Linked DNA regions of Oryza sativa: region 2 is linked to region 1. Evidence: chromatin contacts called from public ChIA-PET data. All regions are on one chromosome and are shown on one strand. The core of a region is the stretch at or near the end of the contact, and the rest is flanking DNA. Distances in the headings are between cores, read along the strand shown. Region 1 holds the start of LOC4323906 (probable hexosyltransferase MUCI70). Region 2 holds the start of LOC4323909.

Evidence for each region. ChIA-PET counts read pairs in DNA pulled down with a chosen protein or histone mark.
Region 2: an H3K9ac ChIA-PET map of seedling shows a contact between it and region 1, with 4 times the contacts expected there. The contact joins the promoter of LOC4323909 here to the promoter of LOC4323906 in region 1. A contact is called at or near these places in 2 of 4 datasets of contacts at active chromatin or transcription factors (leaf and seedling).

The regions. Positions count from the first base shown.
Region 1 is chr1:11,295,464-11,302,362 of ASM3414082v1, forward strand. It overlaps LOC4323906 (probable hexosyltransferase MUCI70), which reads left to right and starts at 3,558. Exons shown (of 9, transcript XM_015769895.3): 1 at 3,558-4,433; 2 at 5,989-6,285; 3 at 6,366-6,579; 4 at 6,703-6,812; 5 at 6,886-6,899. The coding sequence starts at 4,160.
Region 2 is chr1:11,340,439-11,347,133 of ASM3414082v1, forward strand. It overlaps LOC4323909, which reads left to right and starts at 2,960. Exons shown (of 6, transcript XM_066308917.1): 1 at 2,960-3,172; 2 at 5,091-5,147; 3 at 5,281-5,328; 4 at 5,458-5,514; 5 at 5,952-6,055; 6 at 6,130-6,305. The coding sequence starts at 3,125. The coding sequence ends at 6,014.

The sequences.
Region 1 (6,899 bases), core at 2,308-4,807:
AAATAAAAGCTGAAAATGTACTTGTTGGACTCAAAATGCAAAATATCAAATATTTTGGAGTAAATTGCGTTGACAGTACAAGAACTTGGCAGGTGGGTGTGATTAGGTGCAAAAACTTGAAAACAGAGCGTAGTGGTATAATAACTTGGCTAGGTGGGTGCGCTCATGGTGCAAAAATTGCCACGTAAACTTAAAATTGCCACGTTACTATTCCACCTTAGCAGAATTGCTGCATCGGCTAAGTCCTATCTCATTTTATAGAAACCCCCCTAATATGATTTCTTGACATACACATATCTCCTTTCATCTTTCTTTACATGATCCTGATTGAGAGATGGTTGTGCTGGTGGTGACGCGGCGCTGATCGAGAGATGGTTGTGCTGGTGGTGACGCGGCGGTGACGGCGGAGGCAGCTACTCCAAAGACATGTATTGCAAAACATCCAAACCCCTGCAGAGGCAGCTACTCCAAAGACATCAGCCAACACAGCCAACACAGAGAATTGGCACATCGTCAGTTCCAAAATAGCTCACCAGATTGAGGCATAGCTCCTGCGGCTGCTGGTTGCTTGTCGTGCGCGACAGGAGGTCTGGCGGGGATCCCCTGTACTCGTCGTGTCCGGCGGAGGCGGCGCCGCTGGCTGTGGACGAGGCGGGGAACAGGGACTTGACGTTGTTGTCGGAGACTCAATCTGCGCCCAGCGAATGTGGAAGGAAGGAGCCAGCAGCGAACGCGGCGCTGGTCATGGTGCCACCGGTGTTGCCGAACCCGTAGGACGTCGAGGTCGCCTGCTCGGTGGCCTCAGGCTGCTCCGTCGACGCCGCGGCCGGCGGTGGCGAGGCCTTGGCGCGGCGGGGCCTCTAGATCTTTCCAATCTTTCTACCAAACAATGGGAAAACATATACATCTGAAGAAGTAATTGGAAAATAAAAGTTACTAAGGAATTTTCTGTAAAATGAGATGGTCAATACTAATGTGGCACTTTCGCTGAGGTGGAACAATGGCGTGGCAACTTTTGCACCATGAGCGTACCCACCTAGCCAAATTATTGTACCACTACGCTCGGTTTTTAAGTTTTTGCACCTAATCGTACCCATCTGCCAAGTTCTAGTACCGTCAACGCAATTTACTCTATATTTTGCTTGGGTGGACAATCCGTTCCAATAGTCTTAGTTCAACAAGATGTGTATTATTCTCCCAAGCAAAATGTACTTATTAGACCCAAATTGCAATATATCATAGAACTGATGATTTCTGTGTAATAGCAATAGTGTACGTGCAACATACATTTCCGTAATATATCAGGGATATATATAATATAAAACTGTAAAAATACTTGGAAATCACATATAAATTCAACTCATTGCTTCTGAGACTTTACAATGCATTCTATCCATCCTAAAATATAGAAATATAGAACTAGATTAGATATGACCTAATACTACGAATTCGGATATGATAGTTTATAGTATCTAATTTAATTCTAGGTTTTTTTATTTTGGAACGAATGGAGCAGAAAACGATGGATTTTTCATGAGAAGTAAAAAAATTGTACTCCGTTGAACATTCTCCACTTGATTCTACTTGCTTTTTTTTTGGTTGTTGAGATGCTACTGCGACGTGACTAGCTGATCGGTGAACTTTTCTAGTTCGGGTTCATGGTGGGCGCGGTGTGTACTTCGGCGGACCCACAATGCCCAACCTACCGGCGCTCAAATGTTGTGATTGATGCTGTAATGATAGGTTAATCACGCCTGTCTGGCTGTCTCTAAAGGAAAAGTTAAGTACTAACTGTCAGCTTCGCACACACGATGAAAATAACAAAAATAATTTTTAGACTGTGTTTACTTTCTGAAATTGGAAGAAATTTGAGGAAAGTTGGTAGTTCGGAAAAAAAATTAGAAGTTTATGTATGTAGAAAAGTTTTAGATGTAATGTGATATGATGTGATGTGATGTGAAGTTGAGAGTTGAGGGAAGTGCCTTATTCACACATAAATAAATCTGGAAAAAAATGACAGTAAGTCATTTAATTAGTGCAATTTGTGTGCTGGAATTTCGTTATGATACGTAATATACGTTTGCTCTTTTTTTACGACATGGATGTTGTTTTTACGACATGAATACGACAGCAAATCAGTGATTGAATTCCCTGCAAAAAAATAAAAATAAATCAGTGATTGAATTAAGCGCCTCAGAAAGCAAGGTTTGAAAAACCGATAATAGCCGCTCGGTTTATCGGCTACCCCGAATCAATTTTGCATTGACGAACTGATCAATCTGAAAAAGAATAAACCGAAATTTATTTTTTTGCCAAAACAATCTAAATTTCGTCAGTTATCACTTATCAAACAGTACCTGCGATCGCTAGGGAGCAAGGTTCGGACAAGTGGAACATAAGAGAGAAGAAGAGCATTACAAGACTAGGGCGATTAATCAGTTTTATAGGATCGCTATACATCCATCCGACTCACAAATAATCGCACAGAATCAACCAATCACAAAGCTTGTTACAGTATTATTTATATGGGTCTAGTTAAATGCAAGTTTATACGCGTCGTATGCAGATTGAAGAGATAGGGTCGTACGTATAGTCAAGTTTTATTACGGTAGATTAGGAAGATATATAGATTTACATATATATGGTTGCCTCCCATATGAGAAGAACACATAATTATATACTATTACAAGTGGATTAGCTCAGTCATCACTCATTAATCAGAATTTTGGCAGACTGCATTAGGCAATTTCCAACCCAAAACAGATACTACTCTTTTAATGCAAACACCACTATCCATACTTAAATTTAATGCTATTTATCTCACATGATATCTTGGATGTTGTGTAGAAACAATGTCTCATGCAAGACATGGTTTCCTTCTCTTTCCTCATTTATTCACTCGTCACATCATTTTCCATCCTAGATGACAGTCTATTTAATGCTATGAACACCATCCTAGTCATTGGGTTGTGAATGGCCTTAGTGCTAATAATGCCCGAATTTTGATACTGCCATCTCCTCTAAGGGCAAGTTTTATACTACGGGTAGTTGTCACGTCTAATTTTATCCATGTAAGATAAGAGGTGATATATACAATACACCACATCTACATCACCCCTATCATTATAACCCAAATAATTTTATTTTATTTGTTTGTCCAATCCCCTCTTTCTTTCATCTCATTTTTCTTGGGGTTTGTGTGGAGATTGCCCCTTGCATAAGAGGTGGCTCACATTCTCTTTCCTCAATTATTACTTCCACCTTATCATCTAATTCTACATGATATTTTTAGAGACAACACATTAAGCATTATAGTAATTGCCCTAGTCCTTCTTCTTTCTTCACCTCTTCCCCTCGTGCACGGCCGTACTACTGGTAGTACTCCACACCGCAAACCAGCCAACCTCCTCCCCCCCTCCCCGTCGCACTCCACGCCGCGCTCTCCTCCCCCTTTCCATTTCCGGAGCTCATCAATCCCACCCACGGTTTCTGCAACCACCACCCCCCCCCCCCGGAAAATTTCAAAAATTTATCTCACACCAACGATCTCTCTCTCTCTCTCTCTCCCTCCCCGTCTCGTCCCCTCCAATCCCCAATCCCGCCGCGCCGCCGCCGCCGCCACCGCCACCGATCTCCATCACCGCGAGCGGCTGTGCCGGCGTCCTGCCGCATCCTCTCCGGTGAACGACCGTACGCGCATCCTCTCTCGCTCTGTGTGTGTACGTGGCTCTCGTCCGCTCGAATCGCACACCTCCTCGATCCACCCGCATTCGCCAAATTCGTGCCCCAGTTTTTGCTCCGAATCGGTAGATCTCGGTCTCGGGTCGGTGCTGCCTTTGCCCAATCGCGCGGTCCGAGATTTTGGGCCGTTTTTGGTTTGGGGGGGATCTCACCGGTGCTATTTCCTTCCGCGAATTCGCGCTGTTCCATTTCAAAAACCACAGGGGGCGACGAGATTTTTTCCCCCCGTACGGATTGCAGCTTCCACTGTTGGGGGTACTGGTGCTAGTCGCGGCATTGGATCGACCGGCCATTGGGGAGGGGGTTGGTGGTGGTGGGTTGGTGGTGAGGCCTGTGATCCGCGCTGCCCGCCACAGCCAGAGACTTGGGGGGTGGGGGCGATGAGAGCTGGCGCCGTGGCCTCGAAGGCGGCGGCGGCATGAGCGGCGTCGCGTCGCTGGGGCTCAGGTCGTCCGGGAGCTATGGATCCTTGCAGCAGTCCAACGGCCAGTCGCCGGCGCCGGCGCCGTCTCCGCCGCTCGCCGCGAGGAAGGCCGGGAAGATGTCCTTCGGAGGGGCGGGCGCTGGAGGCCGAGGCCTCCTCTTCGCCCGGATCTGCAAGCTCACCAGCCGCCGCCGGCGGATGCTCCTCCTCCTCCTCGTCGCCGCTGCCGTGCTCTTCTGCTTCCTCTTCTCATCACTCGTCAGTAAAGGTACAGCCTATCTTACTCCATGTTTTCTTATTAGCCTGTGTGACTATCAGACCAAATATTTTGTTATGCACTCAAATGATGTAATGCAACTTGCATCATCATACATGTACAAGCATCTGGCTTTTATGAATTTTAGTTATTTTACATGGTTATTATAGGATATTAGGAAGTGTTATTATGTGTAGTTGACAAGTACAAATGCTCTAGTGAAGTGAAATCGCGATCAACATCTTTAGTAATGGCAAAATAAAAAGGCAGGATGTACTATCTACTACTCCTACATTGGTGTTGGCTCTCATTGCCTTTTTTAAGTCAACATGATTTTTTATTGTGTAAGCATTTGATCCCCTTGACCTTGTTTACTTGCATTCTTCAATTTGCATCATAGCTGACTGTTGTGATGCATAAAAAATGGATTGCTATATTATAAACATTAAATAATAGTATTGAGTAGTGACCCAAGTTTTGAGTCCTTGGTTTTATATTTGGCTACAACAGGCACTTATCTAATTATGGAACTGTGGAACTGTGTTTCATATTTTATTGGGATGTATGGTGGTAGGTGTATTTACTGTGACTTAGATATTTATGAAAGTGCATACCTCGCAATGAGAGACATTAGTGTTGATAAATCTGTCAACATTTGATGCCTTTCTAGTACTGGCATTGTAGAATTGTGGTGTTGCTAGAATATTTTATTTGCTTGATCATTTGGTCAAATGCATGCTTATGTTAGCAACTAGTCTGCTACTTCTCTTACTATGCATCTTGTTTGATTTTTCCTGATTAATGTATTTGTGATTCTTAGCCCTTTAATTTTATCCTGCAGTCAATCTGCACATTTTTTTTCATGATTAAAATAATAATAAACTTTGTTTCAGTTTGCATCTAGCCATTTCAGTCAATATCTTAATTAGGGCATGTTGACGGACTACAATACTAGATCCCTCACATGTTGTTCATACATCATGGGTTGGGAATCTTTGACAAAGCTATAATAGTTAGTGTTCTGTCCATTCCCAAATTACTGTTTGATAACTTGACATGTGTGCCCTTTCAAATATGTTGAGTAGTGCCTCATTTTATATGTCAACAGCATTTAGCCTCTAGTTTTGATTCGCCTATTCCATCTATGTTACAAATATGTGAAATAAAAAATGGCCGCCTTTTCTGCAATAAGGTATAATTGCTAATTTCTCTCTAATACTAATTAAAACAAGGCAACTGTCTTCTATTCTAATGGCGTTACTCATGGCTTACAACAATTAACGTACATCCGTCGCATGAATCTATCCATGTTGATATTGGTGGTTCTACCGAATATCTAATGTGTAATCATGATATGTTTTTTTCTCATGCTGCATGGGTCAAACAGTGTAAGCTATTTTCTTTTTGTTGTACTAACAAGATTGAACTTATGTGCTATTCAAAAGCCTACTAAAGTAAGATGCCATCTTTAACATTAAGTATAGTTTTTCTGGCTAATTTTTGTGCTTTCACTTTCATATATTTCTTATAATACTGAACTATGAAATCTCATCGTGGCCTATGCTAGATGAAGATGCACCACCTGGTATTGAAACCATGCTTGGAATTTCTGATCAAGTCCGGAGCTTTGTGAATCCTGTTTGGACATCTTCGGGTAGACCAATAACCCAGGGAGATTCTTTGAATGGGAATGGTTTGAATACAGCATCACAGACAGAAAAACAGTCTGACTCTGACAGTAGTCATAAAAAACTTCAGGGTCTCTCATGGAGCTTCCCGCCATCTATTGTACTGGAGCACCACCCTTGTGAAAATTTCTCATTTTTTCCTCCACCTATTGACAGGAAACGCACTGGACCACGGCGTAAGTTTATCATTTTGACTAATTAAATTCAGAGTTACAGAAGTGCTTCAATCTAACTGTAATATTTTGTACATTTGTAGCATGTCCTGTTTGTTATGTGCCTGTTGAGCAGGCCCTGGCATTGATGCCAGGTGCACCATCAGCATCACCAGTCCTTCGAAGCTTAAATTATTTGTCTGGTGATAATTTGATTTCAAAAGAGTCAAACCACGGTTCTTTGTTTGGAGGTTATCCATCATTGGAAGAGCGAGACAAGTCTTATGACATAAAAGACTCAATGACGGTTCATTGTGGGTATGTTTACATAGCTCATCTGCTTTAGCTTCTGCACATCTATATGATAACTATCTACAGAAGTACAAATATTAATGCATTTTAATAGTTTACAATGTAACTGAACTTTACTGCATTTTTCAGATTTGCGAGAGGGAAGATACCCGGTGTCAATACTGGGTTCGATATAGATAGAGCTGATCTTTCTGAGATGTGGCAGTGCCAGGGGATAGTTGTTGCTTCTGCTATTTTTGGTAACTATATTATCTTTTCTTGTCAATTGTAATTGCATATTTCATTTCAACTTGCTTATTTGTGCTCTCTCAGGAAATTATGATATA
Region 2 (6,695 bases), core at 1,710-4,209, 44 kb after region 1:
TGGGAGCAAAGCCTTTACTTGATGGCCATAGCGATCCTTCAGTGAGTCCCAAAGGACCTTCGGATCTTCCTCAGTCATATACTCATTCTTGAGAGTAGTATTCAAATGGTGCCTCAGGAAATGCAGTGCCTGATTTTTCTCGGCTGAAGTTGGTAAATTATTAACTCCTCCAGCTGATGTTGCAATAGTTGGGTCCTGAATGCAGTTCAGGAGTTTCTTAGCACCAAGCATGATTTGGTATCTAGTGCCCATGTCAAGTAATTCTTGCCGCTGACTGCTAGTTCAGCAAAATCTCTCTTAGCAATATAAGTCATTTTCCTACATTAGTCATGCAAAATTCAATAAGTACTGCAAGTAAGAGCATGACAAGTGTGCAAATAGTAAATTGTTTGGTTATCCAAATTTAGTACTGTGTCAATATATTCCCATAATTCTCCCAACATTTCTCAGAATTGTTGTACTATTTATTTAGGTACCAAAGTAATTACTGAATTACTAACCCATTAAATAGTATCCTGAAAAAAATAAAACAGCTAGGAAAATAAACCATAAATATGATGCTCTCTGGTGTGTACTAAATTTCAAATTATGAGAGCTCATTTCCTAAAAACCATGTCTCTAGGATTCTATGGTTGATTCAAAAATTAACTAATAAACAGTTAATATACAGAAAATCGAAAGTACGGAATAACAAAAAAAAAGTGATATTCTCTGTAATTTCTATGATCCCGAGGGACTATTCCGCTAAAATTCCAAATCCGCGTGTATCCTGAAAATTGAAGGACATATTCAGAAGTTTGCTTTTTTCGGGCCAACTTTCGATTCGAGCCCGACTCCTTTTATAGGCCTAATTTATACTCGGCCCACCTCTATGTACCGGCTATTCAAAGGTTAACCGGCCCGTCGGGACCGTCGGCCTGCTAATGGCCTTGGCCCATATGCGGCCCAACAAGGGCGCCGCACCTTATCCAATTGGGTGGCTAGGGTTGAAACCCTAGCCCCCAATTCCACCGATTCGATGGCGGTGGCGGGTATCCCGGCGGCTCATGCGGGCGAGGCGGCGAGGTTGACGGGGCTCGTCGGCGCGGCGGGGTCGACGATAGAGGCGGAGCGGTGGTGAGGCTACAAGTAGCACCGACGCCGGCGTGGTTGGCTACGGGCCGTATCCGGCGTCCGGCAAGCGCAGCTCCTTGCTGTGCGCCGGCGGAATTTGGCTCGGCATGCGGGCCGGCGAGGCGGACGGCTATCGGCGGCGGGAGGCCGCGGCGGCTTCGACCCCCGTCCCAGTCGCGTGCGGTAGCGCGGGAGGCGTGCCGTGCGCGCCGGCGGCGGGGGGATGCGGGCGTGGTCTCCTCAGCGTCTCTGCGGGCGGCGGCCGTTGACGGCGAGTGCAGGCGGTCAATTGAAGACCCGTCGGCTGGCTTTTCAAGGGCGAACCGACGACGGAAAGCCGATGGCACGATTCTGCGGCCATCGGTGAAGGGGGTGGCCGGCGACGCGTGCTGGCGGCGGCGAGCGCACGATGGCGCATGCTAGCGTCATTGACTCGGTTTCGTCGTCGTCAACTTCAGGAGGACGGCGGCGCTGGCATGAGGATTTGGGCCGATTCGTTCAGAATCGGCAATCACGTTAGCCAGGTACGCGATTCTTCTCATGTGCATCGCGATTACACCCTGAACGTAGCGTCGCCCTGAGGCATCACTAGTTCTAAACCGTCGTTCTTGTGGCGGCTTGTCTGATCCGTTCGCGCGTCTAGGGCGTACGGTATCCGTGTATTTGTTTGCAAGAAAAGAAACCCAGCGCAAAGGCTGGGAACATATCTAATCGGACTATAGCGATAACCGCTTCTCGTTCGATAGATCGGTTGTACAAGGGATAACCCCATACGCCTGTCGCGCATGGGGTGGAGAGCCACAAACTCTCCTGCTACGTGCGCCATAAGGGACAAATCCACGTAGTACAACCCATCGATCGAACGATTAGCGGAGAAAAAAAAACAGAAAACGATCTAGCAAGTTTATCGTTATCCCTATAGAACGAGATTAGGACAGATCGATGTTGACAATATACCTTGGCTGAAGAGCACCTCGTGCTAATAACGTGTTAGAATTCACGTTGTCAACAATCGAACAAGCACACACGAACACACGGACACGAAAGTGGAGGGCAATCAACTTTATTGATGTTTCTCTCTCTGTTACAAGTATTACTTTGCCCTCAATCTCACTATTGTATTTATACCCACAATAGGATGTCCTATATGGATACATACATATATATTTGGTATAAGTCCACTTCATTAATAAGGAAATAGAAGAATAGAAGGAGGAGGTACCGTGATCCTCACGATCACGGTCCTACAAATCCGACTCCTTTAAAAAGATCGGTTTCATAACATGCATAGTACATACATAACCCAGAGATACTACTACTATCATCACGCACGGCAAAGTGATAAGCCCAACCGTCCGGTTCATCCCACCCTCTCCCAGGAGGAGCCGCGCGCCCATCCGGCCGCCACGCGGACGGGCACCCACACCATCGGCCACTTGTCGGCCGCGTCCCGCGCGGACCACGCCACCTGCATGCCCGTCTCCTCTCCATCTCCCGCGCGGAACACGACCTCGCCCGCGCGCCCAACTTCCTCGAAACCGACCTCCATCCATCCATCTGTTCAGCTCAGCTGCCCACCCGCCCGTGTGCGTGTGCGTGCGTGCCCCCTCCGTTGACAGAGTCCCCGCGCGCTGCGCTGCGCTGCCCGCGTGAGCGAGCCGAAGAATATCTCGCCGTCACGGCTTTTGCCTTCGCCTTGCCCACCCTTGGCTCGCTGCGCCCTGCGTACGTAACGTGAATACGTGATATCGCGTCCGTCTCTCCTCCTCTTTTCTGCCTGCGTCTCACCAACCTCCTCTCCTCTCCTCTCCTCTCCTATATCTTGCTCGGTCGCGCGCGGTCGAGTGGTCGACGCAGATAAACAAAACACCGATCGAGTCTTCGAGCTCGTTCCCGTGAGTTCTTTTATTAGTTTGCTCCATCGATCCCCCTGCTCTCTTCCTCTGCTTCTGTTGTTAGGGTTCAGAGGACGAACAACGCCGGTGGTTGGACTACTCTCGCGCTCGGGGAGATGGCAAGCTTCGGCGAAGACAACAGAGCAGCGACACAGAGGGAGGAGGTATGCATACTCATCTACTATTCATCTAATTCTCTGTGTTGTCTCCGTGCCTCTCCTCGACTTTACCATGATCAGCCTACCATGGCATGAACATTTCTTGCTTTCGGTTATCGCCAACGAACTGAAGTTTTCTTTCTTTTTTTTCTGTTTCATTTCCCTCTATTTCTCGTATGCGAATATAGCTTTGGTGATCGAGAGGAGTATTTATATTATGCCTCTGGTGAAGTGTTTCGCTAGACAAATGCATTTGTTAATGGCAGTAAATATTTCCGTTCATAACTCTCAACCAATATTCAGGTGGGCATTAGCAATTAGAAAGAGTCTCTTAAAATGATCTCCGTTACATGGCCAAAACTCTAGCAACTTAGACCGAAGAATTTAGAGCACTTACAGTTATTAATCAAAACGTTAACAAGAGTTTCTGAAATATATTACTCTTGTTTAGAGTTCAAATTTCTTTCTCTCTTTATCTCTTTCGAAGTATACTATATAGTTCAAAATTTTCTTATCTGCCGCCACCGTTTCCCGGCGTTGATTTTGGGATGGAAACAACACCAAGTCACCGTGAACGTCACGTGGCATTTGAAAACTCAGGTCAGGGAAAGGAACCCAACAATACAATTATACCGACTTGGAAACCAAATCAGAGGGAAGTAGAGGAGGCCAATTTGGTCTCGCCGTTTGTTGCTTTCATGAGAAACAAGAACAGCCAAATTTTCAAAACGTGGGGGCTCCGTTCATCCAAGTAAAAAAAAAAATCAAATAGGATATTCCGTGGCTAGTTATTATGCCTTCAAGTACTAGACTTTCTTTTGGTCAACTTGTGCCACATATATTGTCTTTATTTCTCGGTAAATTTGGTCCTCAAGTCGTGCAGCTGAATTGAACAGCTGCCGACCGGTATCCCAGGTCCATGTACTATATCTATAAGAGTCAAATCAATAGGCGCCTTTTCGTGAGATAAATTGTGATATATCTTTGAAACGTGAAGTATATAGAATATTTCCTTTATATTGAGTTGTTTATTTTGACTTCAGAATTATGGTCAAAGTTTGGTATCTCCTTATATTTTCACTATATATATGTTACTTAGATTGACTGACTGTGTGAACTAATCACCATTATTCTTTCTTATATATGGGTGAGCATATAGTGTGCTGAACTATGAGAAATACTTGACAAATATTACCTTATCTTTCTTTTATTTGAAAAGAAAATTAAAGCTTGTGCAGAATACCTTGACCGACAATTTTCTCTAACAAGAAACATGTGCACAAAACAATATGATATTAAAGTGAAGAAAGTGTCTCTTTTCTGAAATCTGACATTTACCTATCCTCACACTAGAAGATGTGACAGTTTCGTTGCCCTTATTTATCAAAAGAAAGGTTCTTTAAAAAATTCTATGATTATCAACCTTCATGCAAATATCACTCAATCAGGATCCAACCTTCTATGAGGCAGCCATCAAAGATGGCAATCGATTGCAGGTAGCACATCTTTGTCCTCAACAAATACAGTGCCATTTAATGAAATGGATATAACAGAAGCACTAGTTGGCTGGATGCATCCTGATTGGTCAGTGTGGCTGGAAATACTTGAGCACTACAACTTGGGGAAAAGTTGGTCAGCTTGATCCTTTCCTAACACTGTCAACTGCTGTGCCTGTTGCATATTTCTAACATGTGACCTAATTAAGACACTGCTCATTGGAGTTCAGGAGTGGGATACCTTTACTCCATGATTCATATGTAGTGCAAGTTGTTGATGTGATGTTCAACTAACCATTTAGCCTGTGGTTCCGCACAAGTGTAAATCTGAAATTCTGAATACCACTGCTTAGTGCTTACGCATGTCTGAAGTTTTGCTGTCCCTTTGTATTTATGCTTTTCTAAACTGAAGTCTGAATTGTTTCCAGGGATCGTCCCAGAACAAATATGGAGGAATTTCTCCAAAGAAACCTCTCATTAATAAGGTATGTTGATATAATGCTTATGCAACATGCTTGTTGATTAGCAACGAATCTTCCAAGAACAAACTTACAATTACAATGTGAAAAAAGGAAATTTTGACTTAACTGATGTTTCCTTGCTGCAAACACTTTCCAGGACCATGAGCGTGCCTATTTCGATTCCGCCGATTGGGCACTTGGCAAGGTAATACAGAAAACCAAGAAATGCACATGTTTTTCAGGGAGTAAAATGAAAATAATTGGATTTTATGTTGCAACCAAGTTACAACCTTTTACCACTATATTCAAAATTCAGTGCTACCTATTTCTGCAGCAAGGCGCAAGCAACAGCACAAAAGGCACAACCGAGCCCCTGAAACCCAAGTTGCAGGTATATGATTGGATTGTATATGGCACAAAGAGTAGATTTATGACAATTGGGCATCCATGACAAACGATAGTACTTTTGCTTGTTCATTGTGTAAGCAACAGTGATGGATCCTCTGAACATTCTACTTCCTATGAAAGAAACCTATCTTTTTTTTAAAAAAAAATTCCACCTTGAAAAATGCATTAACCAAGTGTGAAATTATCATCTCCCAATCAATATACAATCTGTGCACACTTCTTTTTTTTCCTTTTGTTTCCTTTTCGGTTCAGTTCTTTTTTACAGCTTTCAAAGTGGTGTATACATCTTTCTATCCTAATACAAGGCAAATTATACACAAGCCTTTTGCATATCCCAAAAAAAAAATCTGTGCACAGTTACACACTGCACAATCGAGATTTTGACTTATTTGTTTTCTGTTGTTCTGTTCATCTCTGAAGCGCACGGCATATCCCCAGCTTCCTCCACGAAGGCCTGCGTGCACGTCAGGCGCGACGGAATAGTGTGCTCCAATCTCAGCAGTCAGCACTACATGTTTACATTTGTGAGTAGAAATGTAATTTTGTTGTTTGATTTCTGAAGAACTGAGTCAAGAAGTGATGTGAACTGTTCTTGCAGTCTTGCTCATTGGATCCGATACTCTTTGTACTTCTGTAGGTCGCTGAGACTGTGAGAGTATGGCAGGGCAATCACAGGGGGGGCATAGAGTTTGATCCAATTATTAATTGGGATGTAAATATGGATATTGTCAGCATGTAGCTATGTGCAATGGAATTTACAACATTTCTGTGACACTCTCATCGTTTCCTCTGGTTGGTTCAGTAAGTTTTCTGGATTTATGGTGAGCAGTGGGCTGAATTGCCGAAAATGTATTCACGACAATCCGGCGAATGCAAAGTTGAGGAATAAGTTCACTTTAGATCCGCCATATTGACGTTGAGCTTGAATCGCATCCTTAAATAGCAAATACCAAATATATCGTATCTCTTAACCCTTAAAGCCAGTGCAAACAAAAGTGGTTTTATCAGACATAGTGTCTATGTGGCTGGTTTGACTTATCCTCGTCCCACGTACGTGTTGACATAGCACTAACAAAAAGATTTAAAAAATTGAAAATAAAAACTAAATATGTAGAACTAACAAAAAGATTTAAAAAATTGAAAATAAAAACTAAATATGTAGAG